Regions from separate parts of the Mus musculus genome. Here region 1 is linked to region 2. Evidence: chromatin contacts called from public HiChIP or PLAC-seq data. All regions are on one chromosome and are shown on one strand. The core of a region is the stretch at or near the end of the contact, and the rest is flanking DNA. Distances in the headings are between cores, read along the strand shown.

Evidence for each region. HiChIP or PLAC-seq counts read pairs in DNA pulled down with a chosen protein or histone mark.
Region 1: a contact with region 2 is called in an H3K27ac HiChIP or PLAC-seq map of trophoblast stem cells, with 47 read pairs. The contact joins the enhancer-like site here to the promoter of Tpp2 in region 2. A contact is called at or near these places in 1 of 39 promoter capture datasets (macrophages), 2 of 15 datasets of contacts at CTCF or cohesin (CD8 T cells and the NIH/3T3 cell line), 13 of 484 Hi-C or Micro-C datasets (DN2 thymocytes, the G1E-ER4 cell line, the HPC-7 cell line and 9 more), 10 of 115 datasets of contacts at active chromatin or transcription factors (CD8 T cells, the HPC-7 cell line, the SCID.adh cell line and 5 more) and 3 of 9 other capture datasets (adipose tissue, liver and pancreatic islet).

What each region holds. Positions count from the first base shown.
Region 1 is chr1:43,969,125-43,975,697 of GRCm38.p6, forward strand. Tpp2 (tripeptidyl peptidase II) reads left to right here. Exons shown (of 29, transcript NM_001310540.1): 12 at 1,277-1,392; 13 at 2,440-2,608; 14 at 3,406-3,563; 15 at 4,320-4,396; 16 at 6,292-6,398. Among named protein-coding and RNA genes, the nearest start is that of Tpp2, 38 kb to the left of the region's middle. Within about 2 kb of position 2,172, at least 18 of the 459 cell types and tissues checked have an H3K27ac peak or open chromatin away from gene starts, as enhancers often do. A contact at or near this core is called in embryonic stem cells, stem cell-derived germline stem cell-like cells and trophoblast stem cells, where this site is marked.
Region 2 is chr1:43,931,974-43,938,312 of GRCm38.p6, forward strand. It overlaps Tpp2 (tripeptidyl peptidase II), which reads left to right and starts at 2,021. Exons shown (of 29, transcript NM_001310540.1): 1 at 2,021-2,280. The coding sequence starts at 2,116.

The DNA of each region.
Region 1 (6,573 bases), core at 922-3,421, 37 kb after region 2:
AATAAGATGTAAAGTAGAAAATGATTTATCTATTGAGTGTGTATTCAATCATTCAGGAAATAAAATCTATTGACTACTACTAATGATTTTCAAGTAATAATTTAGTTCTGGAGCTAAATCATTGGATAGAACATCAAAAGTACTTTGATGAAAAAGAATTTATTGCAGAAAGCAGACGACTATAAACAAATTGAAAATACTAATACTACATTACCAGGTGTTGAATAGTGTGCAGTATTAAATAGGGTGTCACCAGGTTACTTACAACTTAGACTTCTGCCTGAAGCCTGTCCTCTTCAAGTCTTACCTCCCACCTGCCTCTTCTAGTTCACTCCTTTTCTGACTCGTGTAACTTTCTCCTCTGCCCAGTATGGATGAGTCGTACTGGGGAGTAGTCTGCCTCCATCCCCAGTCAGTAATCACCAGACAGTGAGTCAGACCTCCAGGACAGATCCTAGTCTCTACTCATTTTTACTCCTTCAAACTCACCAAATAGCTCAAGGTCAGATGTCTGTCTCTCTTTGAATACTCAGCTCTCTCGCCTGCAAATCCTTTCTGCCATGTTTCAGATTTGAAAACTCATACATTCTACAAGAATCAGCTCATCTACCAGTTGTTCCTAATGGACTTTGATCTTTTTAGAATTCTCATGGAGGTGATTATAGCGTCCTTGGTTTGCATCATGGAGTATTTATTCCTTTCTTTTTTTTTTTTCTTTTCTTTTTTTTTTTTTTTTTTGGCACATTACAATATATTACTGGTGGATAATATATTGGCAATAGCCTTCTGTGTTTGAAATCTGGTTCTACGCTGTAATCACATGGTACTTAAGTCATTGAAGAGTCTGGTCTGCTGTGAAACATGACAGGTGTTTTTGATTTGTTTAAGTTCCACTGGTAATTATAAAATATAATTGAGTTGAAAATTGCTGTTACCAACTATAGTGCTGAATCTATGATATTTTAAAGAAAATGCCATTACAATGCCCCTAAGATGCCTGCTTGGTACATCCATGTCATATCTACGTAGCCTGCATTGATGTGATTGTGGGTTGGCATGCAATGAATTTTTTTCTTAAAGTACTTGTGTGATGCAAGCAGTTTAAATCAACTTTAATTTTTTTTTTCAACTTTAATTTTTAAGAAAACATTTAGAAGTGAGTGTTAAAAGAAAACAGCAGAAAAGAATACATATTAACATCTTGGTGAAGGGAGAGTGTTTCAACTAGTGAGTTCATTAACATTAGTTTCTTAGGTGTTTGTTTGTTTGTTTTTAGGGCTGAAAGCAAATAATGTTGACTATACTGTACACTCAGTCAGAAGAGCTCTAGAAAATACTGCAATAAAAGCTGACAATATAGAAGTATTTGCCCAAGGACATGGAATTATTCAGGTACTTGTTGTCTGTGTACTAAAATAACTAGAAAGCATTGAGATAATGTTGTAAATATTGCTCTGTAATAGTGATTCAGCATGTCTAAACTTTAGATGTGGCCATTATAGAACTATAATCAAAAAGGGCACAAAGGCTCTTTGTAGGTAAAAGAGATTAACTGCATTTAAGTAAAAGAAACATTTGGAGTATATAGAGATTAGAAAATCAAAGTGTTTAAAAGTCAGACGTAAGTTACCGAGTGATCTTAGCTCATGTGAGAATAACTGTGAATGCAGACTGAAGTAGAAACTATGCATCAATTAAATTTCAGAATGGTATTTTCTTTAAAAGCACAAATTTACTTTTCCTTTCCTTTCTCTTTCCCTCCCCACCCCACCCCCCTTTGGTTTTTGTTGTTGTTGTTGTTGTTGGTTTTTTGAGACAAGGTTTCTTTGTAGCCCTGGTTGTCCTGGAACTAGCTCTGTAGCCCAGGTTGGCTTCAAAACATAGAGATCTCCCTGTCTCCCACATGCTGGGATTAAAGGCATGGGCTACCACTACCCAGCTGATTTGCCATCTTAACTGTGTTATTGATTTATTTTAGAGAAATGAATATAGAGATTAGCTTTGCTACAGCTAAAATTTAATTGATGCATAATTTGTTGGTTTTAATTTAATTTTATTTGTAATTCATTTTTTACACTCCATATTCCATTTCCTGCCCCTCCCCTACCACCCTTCAACTGCTTCACATTCCACACCTCCTGACCACACCCTGTCTCCACGTGGATGACCCCACCCTCCACCCCACCTGACCTCTAAACTCCCTGGGGCCTGCAGTCTCTTGAGGGTTGTTAGGTGTATCATCTCTGTTTGAACACAGACTCGGAAGTCCTCTATTGAATGTGTGTTGGGGGCCTCATATAAGCTGGTGTATGCTACCTGTTTGGTGGTCCAGTGTTTGAAAGATCTCGGGGGTCCAGATTAATTAAGACTGATGCATAATTTGTAATAAAATATTTTCTTTACCTAGCCATTTACATGCTACCATTTATATTCTTTTAGGTTGACAAAGCTTATGACTACCTCATTCAAAATACATCATTTGCTAACAGATTAGGTTTTACAGTTACTGTTGGAAATAACCGTGGTATCTACCTCCGAGATCCTGTCCAGGTGGCTGCTCCTTCAGATCATGGTGTTGGCATTGAGCCTGTATTTCCAGAGAACACAGGTAAGTACTAGGGTGGCAGTAAGCAGAAGCATTTGTATTTGTGGCTTAAATGAATGGTAAATAAAAGAAGAATGCTGCTTTGCTTGTCTGATGTCTAAAGTAATGTTTACCCACCTTCCTAATACTGTTACCCTTTAATACAATTCCTCATGTTGTGGTGACTCCCAACCATAAAATTATAACTATAATTTTGTTAGTTATGAATTGTAATGTAAATATCTGTGTTTTCTGATGGTCTTAGGCAGTCACTGAAAGATTTGTCATGACCCAAACCACTCACTGTTCTTAGGAGAAAATACAAATTAACAAGTGATTATTTTAAAATTTAATAGATTTGGTGGAAAATATTTATTAGAGACCCCAGTACCATGGCAGTTCATTCAGGATCTTGACAATGAAGGAAAAGAGTGGGCCCCGGCCTTCAGTGGCCCATAATTTATTAAGCCTATAATAAAATTATAGTTTATTTTCTTTCCATATCTCATTCCTTGGATAGAAGGCAGAGCTTTAGGTGAGTGTGGGAAGTAAACACAGCTGTGAGTTGGTGAGGAACTGTTGTTTTGTATCTGGCAGTTTATTTTAGTCAGCTGCTTGATCTCTACGTGCAATGATACAAAAGGTCCACTAAACTGTTTATAAGGCTTAGCAGTGATGGATGAAAATATGTGTGAATCACAAGAAGATTCTGCATTTTTATTTAAGTTATAATTTTGGTATCCTATCTAATGTATTATACAGTTGACCAAACTAGAAAAAGAGGAAATGCTGAGTCTTAATTTTTTTTTTTTTAATGCCAGAAAACTCTGAAAAAATATCCTTTCAGCTTCATTTAGCTTTAACTTCAAATTCATCTTGGGTTCAGTGTCCCAGCCATTTGGAACTCATGAATCAGTGTCGGCACATAAACATACGTGTGGACCCCAGGGGCTTAAGAGAAGGGTTACATTATACAGAGGTATTGTAACATCTATTGTTTTTCTTTTCTCTTTGAAATGTTTGAGAAGGTGAAAGTAAATAATCTCTGATGTGTTTTCTCTCATTAAAAATCTAACCTTTTCACTTACTAGATTTTCTAACTTTTCTGTATCCATTTAAGCAGTTAGTTATATAGTGTTGCATTCTTCTGTGAAGAAGGCTGAGGGAGATAGAAATAGCAAAGCCTTTTTTTTTTTTTTTTTTTTTTTTTGGTTTTTCGAGACAGGGTTTCTCTGTATAGCTCTGGCTGTCCCTAGAACTCACTTTATAGACCAGGCTGGCCACAAATTCAGAAATCTGCCTGCCTCTGCCTCCCGAGTGCTGGGACTAAAGGCATGCGCCACCACGCCTGGCTACGCAAAGCCTTTTTGATCAGGCCTCTGTACTTTGTTAATTATGCAGTGTAGCTAAACTTGTGCTGTAGTTAGCTTTACTATTTAGAGGAAACATTTGTTAAACCTGACAGTTGTAAATAAACACAGAATAGTGTCATATAGCTAATCTTTATATTTTTTTAAACTTGATACCTTGTTACCTGTTCATCTCAGTCATGATTTGCTATTTGGTTGCTATTTGCTTTGGGTTGTTATATGAATTAATGTCAGTAATCTAGTATTAACTTACCTGCTAGATCTTTAAATTTTAAGACTAGATTATTCTATGCTTACATTACACCTTTTACTTATGTTTTGCAACTTTTTTCATGGGTGTTGAAACTTACCATTCTTTCTTCAAGGTATGTGGCTATGATATAGCATCCCCCAATGCAGGTCCTTTATTCAGAGTTCCAATCACTGCAGTTATAGCAGCAAAGTAAGTAAGATGTTTAGTTTATTATTATGTATACATTGTTAATGCCTATATTGTAATACAGTATTGATTTTTGGAGGATTGCTTAGAAGCAAGTAACTAGAAATATTAAGACAGAAGCAGGTAACCAGTTTCTGCTTCTAGCTAGCATCCTAGTTGGCATATAGTTAGCAATGCTTTCTATTAATTATTAGTTGAGGGTATCTGGCATCTGCCCACCTTCTATTGAAATGTCTTTGCCCATCCTACCACTGACTCCATATTGCCCTGTTGAGAGGCTATTTCTGCCTTCATTGTACCTCTTTCCTCACTTACTCAGGGATTCTTCATCCTCGTCCTTTGCGCCCCGCTTACCTTCCCGTGTCTGTGATTCTGCTGCCCTGATGCTTCTAGTTGCTTTCTATTTCCAGCCTTATTCTTTCCATCTCAAGCATCCTGGAATCGGGGAGTTTACTTTGGTGTATTAACTTCCTGCTTCAAACACACCAGCAGTGTTCCTTAAAGATCCGGTTTCATTCCTTTAAAAAGCCCACAAGAACAACTTAGAATTAACATCTCAGGTGGCTTCCTATCACTGAGTATACCAAAGTACACATTTTTAGCTATCTCCCTCTCTTGACACTCAATGGTTTCCTCAGTATTTATGCATTTGTTCCTTTGCCTCGTTTGCTCGTATGTTAAATAGCCAGACTTACTTCTGGGCATTCTCCGTGTGGGGATTTCCTTCCTTCCTCACTCTAACACTTTTTACAAGCTCCTGGACAGGCTTCAGCTAATGTGTTCCAATTTGTTTTTTAATATAATATATATCATTTGATTGCAAGCTGTATTTACACATTCTAAATTAATACCTTTGGTGGGGGTTATTTGAGTTAAATATTAATTATGTAATAGGCCTCAGCCAATGAGGCCTACAGGATAAAATTGATGAGATTAAAATATCCATGCACATGGGAAATTTACATCACAGTTAAATTCTCTGTTACATGTTTTGTGTAAGTTCAGTGGGAATTTGGACAAGACTTTTCAACCATCTGCAGGCTCACTCTTAGGATCCAAACCATTCTTCTATTTTTCTGTAACAATTCTTTTATGGAGCTTGCTATATTAAATGTTTTTTCTTTCCCTACCAGTTGTTATAGAGCAAAGAAAGGGTTGTTTTTTACTCATTGGAATATTTCTAGCTACAAATAACAGTACCTCATACACAGTAGGTATCCATTGCTTATTTGTAAAATTAAAGACAATGTAATTGCAACCCGCATTTTATTTCCATAGCACATAGTTACCCATTTGATGTTTACATTTCTTTGATTGCTTATGGAAGTAGTTTGGAGCATTTTGAAACTTCATGTGGGGATTCAATTTATTATGTTTTACTCATACATCTGTAAGACTATTGCTGACACAAAATATAGTGTGATTTTAACATTCAAAAATCATAGCTGGGTGTGGTGGTGCATACCTTTAATCCCAGAACTTGGGAGGCAGAGGTAGGCATATCTCCTGGGAATTTGAGGCCAGCCTGGTTTACAAAGGGAGATCCAGGTCAGCCAGGGGATACATCAGAAACCCTGTCTCAGAAAATTTTTATTTTTTAGAAATCAGAGTTGAGAGTCTTTGAATTTTGTAAAATTCCTTTAACAGGAGACAGCATAAGCTTTTTACTGTTTCTGTTACAATGTATAAAAATAGGTGAGTAGATCATCTGTGTGCTGCTGTCAGAGGTTATATCTACTGCTGTGGTACAGAATGAGGGAGTATTGTCCAGGGTTTATTTCTAGCAAACTCTTCACTTGCCTCTGTTGGATAACATCTAGAGTGTTGATGAGTGTATTGTTTATATAGAGTTTTATTTTTAGAGTATCATGTTTAATTTTTTTTTTTTTAATTTTCAGAGTAAATGAGTCATCACATTATGATCTAGCCTTTACAGATGTACATTTTAAACCTGGTCAGATTCGAAGACATTTTGTTGAGGTTCCTGAAGGGGCAACCTGGGCTGGTAAGTAAAATTTGTTTCTTATCTTTTTATTTTTTAAATCTGTTAGAGAATTTGTAAACTGGTGGTGATGTGCTATTGCTGTGTTGATTTCCTGCTAAGAGTTCTCAGGAATTACTCTTTGTATATCTATGTCTATGCTAGGCCCTTAGGAGGGCTGCTTCTAGAGGGTTTTTCT
Region 2 (6,339 bases), core at 771-3,270:
TGCCTTATCTAGCATACATGGAGGGAAGACCCTTGGTCCTGTGGTGGTTCCATGCCCCAGTGTAGGGGAATGCTAGATCAGTAAGGTGTGAGTGGGTTGGTGGATGGGTGGGGGAACTCGCTCATATAAGCAGGGGGCCAGGGGGATGAGATAGGGGGTTTGCTCCAAAGGGTAGCAGCTGATGGCTCTGATTTTATAAGAGACATACACGTGGGAATCTTATACTTATAACTAGAATAGCCTGGTTTTTTTTTTTAAGATTTATTTATTTTATGTATAGGAGTACACTGTAGCTGTCTTCAGACACACCAAAAGAGGGTATCAGATCCCATTACAGATGGTTGTGAGCCACCATGTGGATGCTGGGAATTGAACTCAGGACCTTCAGAAGAGCAGTCAGTGCTTTTATCCGCTGAGGCATCTCTCCAGCCCTAGAATAGCCTGTTATAAATGGAAATATGTCTAATTCTCATCAAACTTCTAGGGAAAAGCTGCCTTTTCTTTCCTCCCTTCCCTCCCATCCCATTTTTTGTTCATTTTAATCTTAAGATTTACTCATTGTTTTCATCAACTTTGTAATTGTAAGTTAACTTAATCCAAAAGAAAAAATTAACATTCTGATCCCAAGAAATTCTTTCAAGTTACAATTTAATATATTTTAATATATTTGCTCATAGAGCAAAGTATGAGGAGTCAATGGAAATGCTGTGGTTTGAAACAAATGGCATACACGGGATTCTAGGAACCTGCCTCTTAAACTGGAGACCATAGAAATGCACAGGGCCCATGATTGAATAGGAAAAAATTATTTTCATCCTCCACATGTTCTTAATTATGAACACAGGCAACCTTTGTTATTAAAGTGTGTAGTTTAGATATATTCAAATGCCATTTACAATTGTTTTCCAATTTAAAAATAACATTAGTTATTAGACTTGACGATGGCTCTGTTATTTAATTTTAAAAAGAGCACACATGTAATTACTTACATATATGAAACTATTGCAATACAACAAAAATTAAGTTGTTATAATTCTTTCAACCGTCTACTTCCTGTATAATCCTATATATTTCATCTTATGCATTTAAAGACATCTCTGTGGTAAGGTGTCTTGAGTTTGTCAATGGGATAATTAAGATTACTCTGGGCGCCTTCTTGCTGCTGGGACTTTTGGAGTAGACACAGCAGTCGCTGCCACTAAAGAGAAGAATTACCACACTTATGGCTGTGGTTCGGTGCTCAGTATTTCAGAGGCCTCCAGGCAGGCTACACACTGAAAAAACGTGCAGAATCTCTCACTGGTACAGAGTAGATTTGTCACAAATAGGAAAATATTAATTCACCCCCACAATATTCTTAATTATGAATGTTGGCAACCTTTGTTACTGGATAATCTGTGTAGTTTAAATTTCAAATGCCATTTACGATTGCTGTCACTGTGCATCCTAATGGGAAAAAAACCCCGCAAACTATGGCTCGGTAACTGTGTTACAAAGAGGAACTTCACTGGAGAAAAGGCAGGTATTTTTCTGAAATTCCGGATGCCAAGGGTAAGTAAGCCACGAAGACAGGAGGGAGCTCATTTCTGTCACGTGTTTTGCTTTGGGGACTCTGGCGACAAAACAGCCGACAACCCACTTCCTGTTGACTAAACAGCACCTCACCCTGCCAGAAAGGCCGGGCCGCTAAATCTGAGACTTCCGCGCTCGACTTTACAGGCTTCCGGTCCGCAGCGGGTTAAGCCAACCTCGGCGGCGTCGCGAGGATCCCACGCCTCAGGCAGACAGCCCGTTCCTCTCGCTGCTTCTCACGGAGAGTGACAGCTCGGAAGGCAAGAACCTCCCTCCAGTGCGTTGTCATCCGCAGCAGCGCACACTCCGTTCCAGCTCTGCAGCCTGGGTAACATTCCCTCGTCGTGACTCGTAGCGGCGCCGTTAGCTTACGTTGAAGCGTATGATTGGCTAGACACCTCTGACCGCACACGATTGGGTACTGGTGGCCAGGCTCCGCCCCTTCCCCACCTCCGTCCCGCGGTAGCCGGGTGTCCTCGCGCCGCTCGTCCGCGCGCTGCCTGGCAGTTTGCCTCTTCCTCGTCTGTCCTCCAGCTTGCGTCCATGGCCACCGCCGCGACCGAGGAGCCCTTTCCTTTCCACGGTCTTCTACCAAAGAAGGAGACCGGGGCCTCCTCCTTCCTGTGCCGCTACCCGGAGTATGACGGGCGCGGGGTGCTCATCGCCGTCCTGGACACAGGGGTCGATCCCGGGGCCCCGGGCATGCAGGTGAGGCGGCGCCCAAGGGCCCGTAGCCCAGAGGGCCGAGCCTGGAACAAGGCGGGGACCGGACGGGCCGGGGCGGCCCGGACAGCTCTGGGAGACCTCCAGGCCCTGTTCCCTGTCCACACAAAAGCGGTGTGGTCAGCGTGGCTGTTCGGGATCGGGGGCCGCGGGGAAGCTTTGCTGGTCAGCCTGGGCGTTCCAGGCCCCACACCTCTTCAGGGTCCGCACCCGACCTCGGCATGGGAAAATTTTACAGTTTTATAGGTCTGGGAGGGCGCGGGAGCGTGGGGGGCACCAACGATAGGGGTAACAGCCTTGAAGAGATCCTTAGTGATGTTTAAGAGATACTCGTTTTGGCAAGGCCAGCAAAGTGAGTTCCCAGAATTCGACCCAGTCCGCTTCCGGAATGGTTTCTTCTGATACTTTTGTTCTATTTTTAAGTTATTTGCTGGTGTTTGTTCAGGGTCCTTGAAATCTTTTGGGTTAGTCTTTTTTTTTTTTTTTTTTTCAAAGGGCCCGACTAATTTGTTTCGGGCGAACTTTTCAGGCCTTATAAAATGTGCATTTTAAACGAGAGAACATACTTTGATTACGACTTCCTAAAAATGACTTCATTTCCTTTATTCAAGTTAGAAGTCTTTAAGAGCAGGGACCTTACTGATGTTAAAAAAAAATGCCTGAATAAAATGTATTCTGTGTTTAAATAGCCTCTTACTAAAACCCCCTCATAAGTACTCTCTAACCTTTGTTGAAGAGCTTATCTGACTAAAACTAGAGTTTATTTACCCTCTTTTCGGTCCGTGGTCAGTTTATCAAATAGATAGATTAGATCACATTGATACCATCTTATCCTTGTTCCTCACAAAAGAGGGATACTAATTCCTCTCCTCCTAGCCCTTGATTTGTTTCCTCCAATCTTTAGTTTTCTCATTGTGCTGCCTAATAATTGACATAAATGGATGGGAAGGTAATTGACGTACATGTTAGAGGTTATTGGAAAGGATAGGAAAGAAGCCTGTGTGGACACTCTGGGACTCTCAGGGAATCCTGCTTCCAAGTGTTTGTTACTTCTTCCCCTTTCTGGTGCACACCTGAGCCCTGAAGCACACAGTGTCAGAGTCTCTGATTAGAAGTTCAAGTGACTACAGTTATTTTATTAATAGTAATTGCTAAGGTTTAAAACTTGGTAACAGCAATGACACGTTGTGAATTTATTACACAGTGGAAGTGCTTCCCAATACACAGGAGTGTGTGTTTACTTTTTGTAGGGTGTGGGAGAACAACTAGGGTAAGTGGCTCACTAGTTCTTAGCGTTAGAGGTTCAGAAAATCCTGAAGATTTTGGCGTAGTACTACTCAGTGGACATTTGTAGAATTTTTGGTTCTGGTTAGAGTATTTTGTTTCTGTAAAGTAACAGTTTTTACCCCATAGGATTACTTGATAATTGAGCAGCCAACACACATGATTTTACAGTGCTAAAGTGTTAAGTACTTTTTTTTTTTTTTAAAGTCCTGAATAAACACTAAATGCTAGCAGAAGGAGTTCATGTTGGGTCATTGTCTGAAGGGAAAATATGCTTGATATTTACACAAACATTAACATTTAGTCAATAAAACATTGAACCAAAAGAAAACATAAGATCATCCAGCATTTATTCTCAGATTCTAAACATGATCTTTTGTTTAAATTCAGCAAGGAACTTACATGGGTGACTTTGATTTTTTTTTTTTTTTCTTACCTGAGGAAATTATTTTGTAGCTCTGTGTGTACATCATTAAGGTAAAAAGCAAATAGAAATAAAAAGAGAAGGAGGCCTTTCTGGCTATTTGAGTTGTCAAATGGGATCTAAGTAAAGGACTAGAGGTTACAAATGAGAACTTGGAGAAACCAGCCAGTGTCTCCTCCTTTAACTTCCTTAGACCAAGTCCTTTTTTGTCACAGCTTCTGGGTGTATGCAAAGTAGAGGGCAGAGTCAGGTGTGATAGCACACTCCTGTATACAGACTGCATGAGGAGATTAATAATTACCTAAATGTTTAATATTCTCTCAGCAACCATTCAAGTACCTAGTATGTGGCTACAATTCCATTGAATAATGAAGTCCTGCAAACTATGACTGTTATAGAGATGCAGTGAAAATGACAGGAAAACTGACTGAGATCGTGAGTGAGTTTCCTGACAAGATGAAATTTGGTTTAAGCCATATAGATACAGAAGCAGTGCTCACTGCTACTAATCTCACCACTGATCCATGGTTTGCTTTTCCAAACCTACTATTTATCAAGAGCAAACCAAGTATCAACATCTTTGCTCAAAGTTTGCTTTTTTAATAAAACTCTAAAATTTCAAATTTTATTATAAGGCCCTTCCCCTACTAACGCTAACCTTTGAGTGTAGCCTCAGCAACACCCTTCACTCCTATACTTCACTCTTGAATATTTGATTTCTCTCTTTCCCAGGTACCCAGATGTCTCAGGTCCTAATACGTGTGTTTGCATGTGGTGTTTAAATTGCCCAACAGTTTTCTATAGTCACTTGCAAGCTGCTGCTTCATTCTTTTAAGACATCACAGATTTAATTCAGCCCTTTGCCTGCTCTACTGTTAAGGTCTGTGGCTTCAGAGAAAATATTTCCACTATTACCGATTGTATTTCCTACTTATCCCAAAGCTCGACTGCAAAATTTTCATGTGGTTTTTGCCTTTACATTCTTTTCTATCCCTCAATTTTGTGGTCTCTTTGAAAAATCTCCAGTGGAGCATATGTATTTTGCTTGCCGTGTGTGTGTGTGTGTGTGTGTGTGTGTGTGTGAAGTGCAGGTCACTTCTTATAAGTAAAACTTATGGAAATAGTACATGGTAAATAAACCATTAAATCCCGTCTGGCTTTTTTTTCTCTTACTGTTTTTGCTCACATACTGATAATGAGGATTTATTTTACTAGTTTAATATGATTTTGATACTTACTTTTTTTCCTGATTTGTGGTATTGAGCCTTCTGGTTATCATCAGTCTTCTAGTATAAATACTTAAAAAAAACTAAAGAATTGTTGTTCAGAAAAAGAATAGCTGAACCTGTCAGGCCCTTTGAAGCTTCATACTATCATGCTCTCGTTTTTTTGTTTTTTTTGGGGGGGGTGTGTGGTTGTTTTGTTTTTTTGGTTTTTCGAGTCAGTGTTTCTCTTTGTAGCCCTGGCTGTCCTGGAACTGACTCTGTAGACCAGGCTGACCTTGAACTCAGAAATCTGCCTGCCACTGCCTCCTGAGTGCTGGGACTAAAGGCGTGCGCCACAAAGCTCTCGGTTTTTCAAGGTGACAGGACAAAGAGTTTGGTGTGGGATCCACCAGCTGTACCTTCTTTGCCCTATCAAGAAAATAAATTCTGTCCTCCTATACGAGCCACTTCTTCCTTGAGTATATGTTAAATACAAAGCTTTGCATAGGCTATAGAGGGAATACTTTGTGTGGGAGAAAAGGTTCATAGTGGTAAAAAAGACTCAGTAGTCATGGCCATTAACTATGATTTTAAAGACTTACAGATTTTCTAGGTTGAAGAAAAGTCTAAAGAGTTTGTGGTTGTTAATTTTTGATATTTTTTGACATTTGGTATTTTTTTCTTTTTTCTTTTTTTTTTTCAGACTTTGTGTTTCCATACCTTATTCCAGCTAGTTTGTGTGTGTGTGTATGTACATGCAAATACAGTTTTTAACTAGTATGTGACTATATATATATATATATATATATGTACAAAATGATGAGTTTTTCATGACAGTTTTATATATGTATATCCCAAAAGACTTCAAGTAATAAATGGGAAAAAAGTTAGCTCTCAAAAGAACAGGACTTTTGAGTTGGCTCATTGAATAAGTATGGTTGCTGTCAATCCTGACAGTGAGTTGAATCTCCATGACCCACATGGTAGAAAGAGAGAACCAATTCCTACAAGTTGTCATCTGACTTATACTCAAACTCTGTGCTATGCTTGTTTTCACACCATACCCATACATACAAAATAAATGTGATTTTTTAAAATATTTGACTATTCAAAAAATAATGAAAAACTATT